Regions from separate parts of the Mus musculus genome. Here regions 1, 2 and 4 are each linked to region 3. The links are chromatin contacts, called in public HiChIP or PLAC-seq maps. All regions are on one chromosome and are shown on one strand. The core of a region is the stretch at or near the end of the contact, and the rest is flanking DNA. Distances in the headings are between cores, read along the strand shown.

Region 1 (2,700 bases), core at 194-2,693, 180 kb before region 3:
CCTCACTGAAGCTGTTTATCAGGTTTAGGAGTTCTCTGGTGAAATTTTTAGGGTCACTTATATATACTATCATATCATCTGCAAACAGTGATATTTTGACTTCTTCCTTTCCAATTTGTATCCACTTGATCTCCTTTTATTATCGAATTGCTCTAGCTAGGACTTCAAGTACTATATTGAATAGGTAGGGAGAAAGTGGGCAGCTTTCTCTAGTCCCTGATTTTAGTGGGATTGCTTCCAGTTCCTCTCCATTTAGTTTGATGTTGGCTACTGGTTTGCTGTAGATTGCTTTTATTATGTTTAGGTATGGGCCTTGAATTCCTGAGCTTTCCATGACTTTTATCATGAAGGGGTGTTGGATTTTGTCAAATGCTTTCCCAGCATCGAACGAGATGATCATGTGATTTTTGTCTTTGAGTTTGTTTATACAGTGGATTATGTTCATAGATTTCCGTATATTAAACCATCCCTGCATCCCTGGGATGAAGCCTACTTGATCATGATGGAAGATCGTTTTGATGTGTTCTTGGATTCGGTTTGTGAGGATTTTATTGAGTATTTTTGCATCAATATTCATAAGGGAAATTAGTCTGAAGTTCTCTTTCTTCCTTGAATCTTTGTGTGGTTTAGGTATCAGAGTAATTGTGGCTTCATAGAATGAATTGGGTAGAGTACCTTCTGTTTCTATTTTGTGGAATAGTTTGAGGAGAGTTGGAATTAGGTCTTCTTTGAAGGTCTGATAGAACTGTGCACTGAACCCATCTGGTCCTGGGCTTTTTTTGGTTGGGAGACTATTAATGACTGCTTCTATTTCTTTAGGACCTAAACACTTTGAACCTTGTGTCTGTTCTGGTAGCACTAGGTGGGAAGGCAATCCCCTAGAGGTGGACACCTAAGTGATCATCTGGGGAGACCTTTCAGGACTTGCTCTGACCTGTTCTTCGAGGTCTGGGGAGATGGCTGTTGTATCTGTCTGGACTTTGGCACTCTGAAACTGGAGTCTCCCTTGTTCTGGCAGCCATACTTGCTCCTTCTAGGAAGTTAGGGTGAGGAGAATAAGCGTAACACATGGTCTCTTAAGTGCAGGACAGGGGGATCCTACTGATGAGTTGGTTATTTGAGCTAAGGGGGGGTAGACCTGTAGGCCACTTGCAGATGAAATCAGCAATGCAAAGGCCCAGGTAGCCAAGCACACTATCTACCCTGTACACAGAGGGATGCCTTCTGACTTGATGGGAAGAGCCCACTCTGGACTCAGACCAGGGCCAGACCAGCTCTTAACTTTGCCTGTCATCTATGAGCTGCTGCCCAGCCCTTCGCTCTCTACACCGCTGTAGGGAAACACGTAAGATCACAAATATTCCGGAACAGGCTCTCAGAGAATTCAGCTCTCTGCTCCAGTAAGCATAGAGACATTTGATAGTTTCGTTTGTTAAATACTATAAGATTTGTGGCTTATTAGGGTGAATCACCAGCCCTGTGGTTCCTCCCAACCCAGAATGTCAACAGTGTTCTGAAATAATAGCTTTTGGGAACAAATAGAAATAATTGTGATGAGTTAGTGCAGGGACAACACAAAAGACTTGCTGCAAAGAGTCACTGAATCCAGATTCCTCAAATGATCCCTAAAGAACTTTCCTGTTCATCGGGTGTGCTTAGCACAGCCCATGCCATCTGCTAGGGCCTCTGTCTATGCTTGTAGCTTGAAATGGAGGTGTTTGTACATGTTGCCTTGTCATTCCCCAGAAGAGGCAAAGCAGCAGAACAGACTGCCAGACCTTGCTGCTGCTCATGTCAAAATGCATAGTCATAGTTCCTTCTCCATATCTAGTAATGGATAATAAAAGTGTGGACCCTCTCATTGCAGGATTTTGAACTCAATTGGCAGACAGACAGACACATACACACACAGAGAGAGAAAGAGAGGTTCTGTTTCTCCCACCAGATGTTCTCAACCTTCCTAATGGTGTGACCCTTTAATAAAGTTCCTCAGGTTGTGGTGACTTCCTCCCCAACTATAAAGTTATTTTTTGTTGCTACTTCATAACTGGAATCTTGCTACTATTATGAATCATAATGTGAATATCTGATATACAGGATATCTGATATGTGACCCCTGTAAAACGGTCATTTGGCCCTCAAATGTGTCGAAAACCACAGGTTGAGAACCACTGTTCTTGAATAAACTTATGTTCTGACTCTGCTGATTACAACGTGAAAGGCTCAGAATGAGAGGGTCTAGACACATCTGTTCTGGGTGTTGGGGTCACTCTTGCACATAGCCCTTCCTTTGAATGTTTGCCCTTTCCAGCCTGTCTTGATAACCACCTCATTCATAAGGATGTGCAGTGTTGTCTATGGAGTTTTTGCCTGGCATGTCCTTCAGACTATGTGGGAGTGTATCAAGATAATTTTGCAAAATGAAGCTTAGTTTTTCAGAAGGGTCAGCCTTAAAGACTGTGGTTAGCGAATCACTTCAGTGCAATCTATTCTGCATTCCTGTTTTCTCACCTCCATTCCCTTCTGCTCCATTCCTCCCACTCCTCAGGCGTTTCTATGAGTCTTTTGTTTGTTCATACAGATGTAAGCCAACTATAAGGATTATCAGCCCTCCTTTTTGAAAAGCAAGATGCACCACACCCAGCTTTCTCTGTGCTCTTGGTACTTGGGGCTGTGTCCTGGGTTTCCTTCTGTTATGGA
Region 2 (2,700 bases), core at 68-2,567, 210 kb before region 3:
TGACGTAACTTGCCCATAGCATGATTGCTTTTAAGTCCTAAGTTTTATGGAAAATGGGATTAAGTTATGCATCTAACAGTAATCATCCTCATTAGTTTGGTGAGTGTTCATATAGGCCTGGAAAGAAAATGATTCATCTTTTCCCTTGAACAAACAGGCTTGTTTGATGTACCATTGCCGCCTTCACTCTGTTCCCTAACCTCTAGTTTTCTTAGGTGTAAGAGATAGTCTCCCTCCGTGGGAAAAAGCAGTTTCGAGATAGCATGCCTCCCTGCACTGAGGCATCGTGATGTTTAGATCTTAAGCTTATTCCCTAGCTGCATCCAGAGAGTTCGAGCTTTCGGTTCATGCTTTGAAGGCCCCCTCTTTTTTTTAGGTTTTTAAGACAAGGTTGTGACTTGTAGCGCAAGCTGGCCCAGAACATACATAGTCCAGGCTGGTGTCATATCCTCAGTACTCTTGCCTCAGCCTCCCAAGTGCTGGAGTTCTAGGCATACTGGTCCATGCTGTTGTCACACTTGGCTTCTAAAAGCCTTTGGGTGGGAGTTTTGAGGCATGGTCTCATGGAGCCCAAACTTACCTTGAACTCCTGATTCTTCTGTCTGTACCTTTCAAATGCTGGGGTTACAGGTGTATGGGCATATGCCATGGACACATGGTCAACTGCAGCTTGTAAAAACTTTTCAGTAGAGAGTATGTGAGCTTAAATTACCATAGTACATTGTTTTTCTGTGTAAATACATTTTTAAAAACCCCATAGAGGCTCAGTAGTTGGCCATCTTGGCTCCTCGTCTTTAGGTGGGTGTTGTAGCCTTTTTAGTTGAATGTTTACAAGCAGACACTTTTGATTTCTTTCTCATAAGGTGATGTTATGAGTCCAGGACTTTGGCTTGAGTCCAGTCTTAGTAACTCTATTCTTGCAGTCACTTTATCCTGGCAGTTTTATGGGTCTCCATTTTTTTACCCACCCCCCCCCCCCAACCATAACCAGGCCTCACTGGGGCTGGTAATTCTTGAAGCATTATGGTGGAAGGTGAGGCTTGTTTACATAGCTGTGTGGATCTCCTGATCACAGGCCTTGGGTGTCTGGAAGATACTTCATAAACCTCAAGAAGAATTATTGTTACAACCTGCCCAAATTGAGGCAGGTAAGCACTTAGAGATTCTTCAGTGTCTGGTGAATCACAGTAGCACCCACAGCTAGAATTATAATCTGCAATTTAAGGTTACAGGGTTTTTCCATTGTGTCTGAATAGAGGGCATGTTAACAGATGAAAAAATAGAATTCTCTTTGATGTTGGTTTCTTTAGCTATATAAGTTCTCTTGAGGCCTGTGAGTCAGACCCTAGGAATTTTCTTTCAATTCCTCCTTTGCCTTTCTGGGAGTAACATGACAATGGGGCTAGCTGGGTTCTGCTCTGTTTCACTCGAAGGTTGATTTCATTACATTTATACTGAAAGTGCATTAGAAAGGGACCAGAGACATAGCTCAGTTGGTAGAGTACTTACCTAACATGCAGGAAGCCCTAGGTTCAATTCCCAGCACTATGTAAACCAGGCATATGCCAGTAATCCCAGCACACAGGAGGTAGAGACAAGATGATCAGGAGTTCAAGGCCATTCTCATCTACATGGTGAGTTTAAGGCCAGCCTGGGATGCATGACCCTGTCTCCAAAGCCCAAAAGGATATTGAAAAGAGTGCTCTTTTCAGAAGTGCCAGCCTCTGGCAAGTAGTGTGAAGAATGCCTAGATTACTTTTTGATAAGCTGTGATTTTTTTTTTTTTTTGAACACTATACCTATAACTGTCATTGGTTCATTGTCCTACCTCACCCCAGGTCACTTATTCTAGGATTTTCCAGAATGGAATCTTTAATTTGCCTATAGACAGGTACATAGCGGCTCATAGCTGTAATCCCAGTACTTGAGAGATAGATTCAGAAGAATCAGAAGTTGAAGGGTAGCCTCAGCTATATCCTGAGTTCAGAGCTACCTGGGCTCCATGAGTTCTCAATGAAAAGTCAATAAATAAAACGGCTATTGCATCTCTCCCTCTCTAAGAACTGTCAGTAACTTCAACAGTTTCTCTATGATGATATTTGAGATCACATTACTGAAGGTAGAATTTACTTTAATTTGGGTGGAAGGTTGCTTTATTGTTTCAAATCTTATCCACCCATGACCCCCATAATTCTAAGATCTATAAGATCGTTGCTTTCATTAGCTTAGATTGAAATCACTCAGTCACTTCAGGCACCTCAATAAATATTTGACCTATAATTTTCACTGCTGCCCAAAAGCAAACAAGCCAATACTTAAACTGCCTTTTCTATCTTTTTTTTTTAAAGATTTACTTATTTATTATATGTAAGTACACTGTAGCTGTCTTCAGACACACCAGAAGAGGGCATCAGATCTCATTATGGATGGTTATGAGCCACCATGTGGTTGCTGGGATTTGAACTCAGGACCTTTGGAAGAGCAGTCAGTGCTCTTACCCACTGAGCCATATCTCCAGCCCCACTGAACCGCCTTTTCTAATAAACCTGTTTGAACCACTGTCTTCTTTTGTGTTGTCCAGGTATGATAACACCTGCAATCATATGGAATACCCTTGCAGGTTCCAGAGTGCGTCCGCTGCCTCCCAGGACATCATTCCTTATCGAGTGTTTGCCCCAGTGTGCCTTGAGGGTGCCTGCC
Region 3 (2,700 bases), core at 9-2,508:
CAAGAAAACAAAATGCTGTATTAATTTTCCATAGTCTTGGGCTATGGATCCCTCATCTGAAACTGGAATATATCCTAGTGAAAGCCTAGAATAAGACGGAAACCGTAACTAACTAAAATTTTTACATTTTAAAGTCTATTGTGGGCCAGGTCACACTGAAAGACTTGTATAACGTATTTGTTCTGGGTTGTTTAGAGTCAAGGTTTTTATTTCTTCCTCCCAGACAGTAGTTCATTGCCTGAAACTTAAAAATAAAATAAAAACGCTTCTTACAAATTTACCCTGTAAGCTTCCCGACAGTTCTAAATGGGCGAAGATGACTTGGATCAAACCAGGACTGGCAGGTAGCATGTGATGCTGTTTTTTTTCTAAGCATTTTTTAAGGGTATGGTTCTAGTCCCTGAAATTCCACTCAGCATCTAAAACTGGAGTGGAATTTTAATACTTAAAATTGTAAATGGGATTCTGCCCGATGCATTTTGCTTGTTTGGAGGAAACCCTTATCGTTTTGTTTGCGTCATATCTTCAAATGCCCGCTTCACCATTCTGGTAAACAACTGTGCGTGCAATGATAATCAGGTTTGAAGAAGCAGTGCTAGGGACGGTGGCGAATGAAGTGATTCTGTTGTTGGAATCGATCTTCCCTCGTGACCAGAATGCCAGTGGTATGTCCTGGGAGTGTTCTTCATCAGAGCTGGTGGCAAACCCAGGAAACTTATTTCTGGCGCCCCTTTCCCCTTCCTCTTTCAGGTAACTAACTGTTCCTAATGATTTGGTGTGAGAGGTTGGCAGTCGCCCCCACCCCCCACTCCTAATTAGCAATTATGCAGATTGTTTACCAGAAACCGGCTGGGCAGCTTTTTCTTCTTCTGCCCTCCCTCCTAGACCTACACGCTGCTTCCAGGTGACCCAGGAATGTTTTGCTCCGCGGGAAAAATCAGATTGTTTTTCATCCCGGTTCTAACTGGAAAGATCTTCAAGGAAGTGTTCATGGGACCCAGTGTAATGAGGGGGCCTCACTTTAGTGAATTGGAAGGAAAGTGCCATGCTAAGCCCGCCTTTGTTCTCATTTGAATCACAGGCTGTACTGGGACTGGTCTGTATGTTGAGTAAGTGCGGGGTGGGAGGCGAACGCCTAATTTGTGGAATTGCGGGGGGCGGGGATGTTAGGGCGGGGCGGCCTTGTGGATTGGCTAGAGCAGAGAGGGCGGGGCGAGCGGCCCTTATCAGCCTACGCCGGCAGGTGCAGGTCCCAGGTCAAGGTAAGGAGGCCACGGCTCCCTTGTCTGCCCCTGCACCCTGTCCGGGACTTTGCTGCTTTGTTCTCCCTTGCTGAGGGCGTTTCTACTCAGAGTGCGTTCCAGGGCTTTGGGATGAGGGCGTTTCTACTTGGAGTGCATTCCAGGGCTTCGGGATTATAGTTCCTGGCAGGTCCTGGAGAAAAGATCCGCAGAGACACCCTGCCCTGCAGCAGGGAGAGCTTGAAGGACACTCACTCCAGCAGGAAAACAGCAACGCGCGGTGGCTGGCTCTGGCTTTGTCTGGGAATGTTCAACAGGTTAAGTTGAGGTTCTAGACAGCTGCACGTTCAGGCTCTGCTCAGATGGGAACCCAGAGCAGAGAGCAGAGGCCGCACTCTCCCCTGACTTTGACGGCATTTGTTTGCATCGCCCTGCAGTGCACAGTGTGTTCGTTGTATTTCTGCCTCGGCCGGCCGTGATTATTCCTCCTCGCAAAGGTCTGAATTAAGAAGCTAAGCTGGAAATGAGCGGGGCAAGTGGTTCTCAGCTTGTGGCGTTAAAGTGAGTGATTTCTGGGTCTCCTCACGTTGAGGGACCTGTAGCCACTTTTTTTTTTTCAGGTTAGTTTGAGTTTTATTTGTTTCCATTTTATAATTGAACATATTTAGGGGGTGGACTATGGTGTATTGATTCATGCATTGTGTAAACTAGAGTCTTGCCTGGCTTTGGAATAATGACCGTTTTAGTTGGCGTGTTAACAGCAAAGCGATGGTTGGGAACGGGAATATGTGCTGTGGTGCCTTGTTTTTTTTTTTTTTTTTTTTTTTTGAAAAGTTTCTCTTTTTAAAAATTCAGTTATGTAATTTAATTACGTAGGAAAATTTTCTCTTAAGATGGAAACCTAGCTTCATTTCTTCCTCTTAAAAAAATCAACTATTGGTAGGTTCCAAGATAATTCATACAGTTCCAATTGGATCTGAGGAAGAAGGAAGGTCTCTACGGCATTTTCTACTAGAGATGAAATAATCAGAACACTTAGAATGCATTATCATTTCAACAAAACAAGTCTGGACTTTTCTAAATGGACCCATTGTACCTATGCAAAGCGAGATACAAACTGGCCAGAAGTTGAGCAGGTTTATTTTTGTGAAATTTTTAGCAGTGACTTGATGCCTTTGTGATGTTAGGCAGCAGCTGTCCTGGGGTCACTAGCGTCCATGCCAGTTCCTGAGGAAGAAGCTGAATAGACTCAGACCCACACCTTGCAAGGGACTGTGCATTCCACAGCTACACAAAGGCTTCCTGGCTGCATCCAGCCTAGAGCTCACAATAGACCTCAGACCTGAGCACCTTGGGGCCAGTCTTAGGCTTCCTGTACTGGGGTGGCTTCTGTACTTTTGCCAGTGCTTGGTCACTCTGTGAGGAGCATGGCTTTGGATAGGGAGACTTGGTCAGGCTC
Region 4 (2,700 bases), core at 8-2,507, 250 kb before region 3:
GATTGCTTTAATGTGTTCTTGGATTCGGTTAGCGAGAATTTTATTAAGGATTTTTGCATCGATATTCATAAGAGAAATTGGTCTGAAGTTCTCTATCTTTGTTGGATCTTTCTGTGGTTTAGGTATCAGAGTAATAGTGGCTTCATAAAATGAGTTGGGTAGAGTACCTTCTACTTCTATCTTGTGAAATAGTTTGTGCAGAACTGGAATTAGATCTTCTTTGAAGGTCTGATAGAACTCTGCACTAAACCCGTCTGGTCCTGGGCTTTTTTTGGCTGGGAGACTATTAATAACTGCTTCTATTTCTTTAGGGGATATGGGACTGTTTAGATGGTCAACTTGATCCTGATTCAACTTTGGTACCTGGTATCACTTCTAAAGAGCCTGACTGTTTAAAAAACAACAACAAAAAAGAATTTCCACAAGAAAAAGAATATTCGAGGAATCTAAGTGAAGCGTGCCATGTTTTGCTAAGTGTGACAGACACGGTGACTGTAAAAGGGAAAGGAGCTGTGGGGTGCAGAGGAACTTCTTATTTTTAAATGAACTTAACACATAAACTGCTTAAAATTAAGTTGACTTAAAACATAGCTGCAACCTTCAGAAGAGGCTGCCTTTCCTGGATCCCCCACTACCCATAAGATTGCCCAGGTGCTTTCACTAAGTGCCCTGGTGCTTTTACTAAGTGCCCAGGTGCGTTCACTAAGTGCCCTAGTGCTTTTACTAAGTGCCTTTCTTTTCTGAAGAATAAAGAGTATAGTTTATTCTTTTGGGGAGTTGTCACTAGCTCGTCCACTATTATTCTAGTTCTGAAAGAGAGTTGCTCAAAGTAGAACACCCAGCTCTCTGTCTCAGCCACTCAGGGCTTGTGCCAGTTCTTGAACCTAAATGTCCTCTCTTGCCTGAGCCCTGGGATACTCGATCACAGGTGACATTTCAAAGTGACTGATGGAGGGAATCCTTATGTAACAATCTAGTGGCAGACTTCTTAGATTGATGTTTACTTTATGTGCTGTGTGTGTGCCTTTCAAAGTAACTCTATGAGAGCGAAAGTGGACCAAGAATGTGTACAGGTGACCCTTTAAAGCTGGAGAGAAATGGGGACTTAACATGTTTTCCACTTTGAGTCCTCAGGATACCTAAAAAACTATGAAAGTGGAAATCTATTTGAAGAACATGTGCTTTTCTTCACTCTTGCATTTCTTAAGGTTTTTCCATTCCACTAAAGGAAAAGTTATTTAAAACTAAGGCATCCCTTCTAGAAAGCCTCGCTTTCCCCTGATGATCATAATGGTAGTTGGGAAAGCAGCCAGCTGCCCCAGGAAGTCTGGCATATTAGTTGATGATGTCACCAAATGAGAGTTGAGTGGAGGAGAAAATATAATTCAAAACTATAATTTAGGGGAATAAATAACCTGGGAAAAAATATTAAACTTTAAACTTCCCTACAGCATTTGTGATGTTTCTTTGTTTTAGAAAATGCCAGGGCAAAGCTGGTAAGAACTAACTTTTCTGGCGTGTTCATTCAATTGCTGGGCACACTACTCGTATTTTTAGGTTAACATCAAAGCCAGATGTTAGACAGACATACTGCTTCCCCACTGAATTAACTTTAGTGCTTTATAGCTCACTACACAAGGAGGCTTTAAAAAGAATGAGTGGAAGAGCTCAGATTTCTGTTTGACTGTTTTCATTTAATATTCATACACGCATATAATGTGCTTGGATCTAACTTTCACTCCCTCCCCCGCCCAGTTCCTCTCCTATCCCTTTCCACCACCTTCCCTCCCTATGTCACATGTTCTCCCTCCTCCTCCTCCCTCTGTCCCTCCCTCCCCCTCCCTCTCTCCCTTCCTGAATGTCTGTCTTCCCTTCTCTTTCCCCTGCCTCTCCCTCACTTTCTGACTCTGCTTATTGTGTGTGCACTGGGGCCATCCACTGGAGCATGGACAACCTCTCAGGAGCCCCATTCTTGATAGTTTACTCTCCGTCCTCCAGCAGCCTTCTGCTGCCAATGGCTTCTCAGATAGAGGTGGGACTTCTCCCTCTGCCATTGCTGAACATTGATTTTATACACGATGGCTTGACTTTATACAGTTCTTGTACAATTAAGACTATCCATATACTATATTTGGATTTTTCCCTCTCAGCTCACCCCAGGTCCTCCCTATGCTCTACTCATCTAACGTTATCTTCTTTCTCTCTTTTAAAACAAAACAAAACAAAACCATAAAAATGTAAATCAAGTCAATCAGGCAAAAGACCAATATGACAAAAATGCCAAACAAAGCTAAACGAAGCAAAGCGTTCACAAAAACACCATTGAGTTAATTTTGTGCTGGCCAACTAACTCCTCCTGGGCTTGGGGCTTGTCTTGGAATGTGGCTGATATATACTCAGTGGCCCACCATTGGAAAAGTTGATTTTCCCTTTGCCAGTGGGTATCAGATGGAGATAGCTTCTTGGTTAGGGGTGGGATCCTATGTCCACTTTTCCCTCTCAATGCTGCAAACTGTCTATCTTGAACCTGTGCAGTTCTTGTGCATGCTGCTACAGTCTCTCTGAGTTTATATGCACATGCGTTGTACCTGAAAGACACTAGTTTGATCGAGTCCTCTGTCATGTCATCTCTGGCTCTTACAATCTTTCTGCCTTTTCTTCTGCATGAGATCCCTGAGCCTCAAGGGATCATATACAGAT

Evidence for each region. HiChIP or PLAC-seq counts read pairs in DNA pulled down with a chosen protein or histone mark.
Region 1: a FOXA1 HiChIP or PLAC-seq map of pancreatic cancer cells shows a contact between it and region 3. The contact joins two enhancer-like sites. A contact is called at or near these places in 2 of 484 Hi-C or Micro-C datasets (the HL-1 cell line and bone marrow-derived macrophages), 10 of 115 datasets of contacts at active chromatin or transcription factors (cardiomyocytes, craniofacial prominence, embryonic stem cells and 4 more) and 3 of 9 other capture datasets (adipose tissue, liver and pancreatic islet).
Region 2: a contact with region 3 is called in a FOXA1 HiChIP or PLAC-seq map of pancreatic cancer cells. The contact joins two enhancer-like sites. A contact is called at or near these places in 2 of 484 Hi-C or Micro-C datasets (bone marrow-derived macrophages and embryonic fibroblasts), 10 of 115 datasets of contacts at active chromatin or transcription factors (craniofacial prominence, embryonic stem cells, epiblast stem cells and 4 more) and 3 of 9 other capture datasets (adipose tissue, liver and pancreatic islet).
Region 4: a contact with region 3 is called in an H3K4me3 HiChIP or PLAC-seq map of craniofacial prominence, with 4 times the contacts expected there. The contact joins two enhancer-like sites. A contact is called at or near these places in 1 of 484 Hi-C or Micro-C datasets (bone marrow-derived macrophages), 8 of 115 datasets of contacts at active chromatin or transcription factors (craniofacial prominence, embryonic midbrain, embryonic stem cells and 2 more) and 3 of 9 other capture datasets (adipose tissue, liver and pancreatic islet).

Annotation. Positions count from the first base shown.
Region 1 is chr13:63,086,813-63,089,512 of GRCm38.p6, forward strand. The region is part of intron 5 of Aopep (aminopeptidase O); the gene reads left to right. It overlaps Gm46422 (a long non-coding RNA gene), which reads right to left. Exons shown (of 3, transcript XR_001780981.2): 3 at 983-2,700. Among named protein-coding and RNA genes, the nearest start is that of Gm46422, 6.6 kb to the right of the region's middle. Within about 2 kb of position 1,444, at least 51 of the 459 cell types and tissues checked have an H3K27ac peak or open chromatin away from gene starts, as enhancers often do. A contact at or near this core is called in the HL-1 cell line, pancreatic cancer cells and pancreatic islet, where this site is marked.
Region 2 is chr13:63,065,459-63,068,158 of GRCm38.p6, forward strand. It overlaps Aopep (aminopeptidase O), which reads left to right. Exons shown (of 16, transcript NM_001289926.1): 5 at 2,582-2,700. Among named protein-coding and RNA genes, the nearest start is that of Gm46422, 28 kb to the right of the region's middle. Within about 2 kb of position 1,318, at least 40 of the 459 cell types and tissues checked have an H3K27ac peak or open chromatin away from gene starts, as enhancers often do. A contact at or near this core is called in embryonic fibroblasts and pancreatic cancer cells, where this site is marked.
Region 3 is chr13:63,271,548-63,274,247 of GRCm38.p6, forward strand. All of the region lies in intron 13 of Aopep (aminopeptidase O), which reads left to right. Among named protein-coding and RNA genes, the nearest start is that of Gm16907, 24 kb to the right of the region's middle. Within about 2 kb of position 1,259, at least 166 of the 459 cell types and tissues checked have an H3K27ac peak or open chromatin away from gene starts, as enhancers often do. A contact at or near this core is called in the HL-1 cell line, craniofacial prominence, embryonic fibroblasts and 2 more, where this site is marked.
Region 4 is chr13:63,022,139-63,024,838 of GRCm38.p6, forward strand. The region is part of intron 2 of Aopep (aminopeptidase O); the gene reads left to right. Among named protein-coding and RNA genes, the nearest start is that of Aopep, 59 kb to the left of the region's middle. Within about 2 kb of position 1,258, at least 25 of the 459 cell types and tissues checked have an H3K27ac peak or open chromatin away from gene starts, as enhancers often do. A contact at or near this core is called in craniofacial prominence, where this site is marked.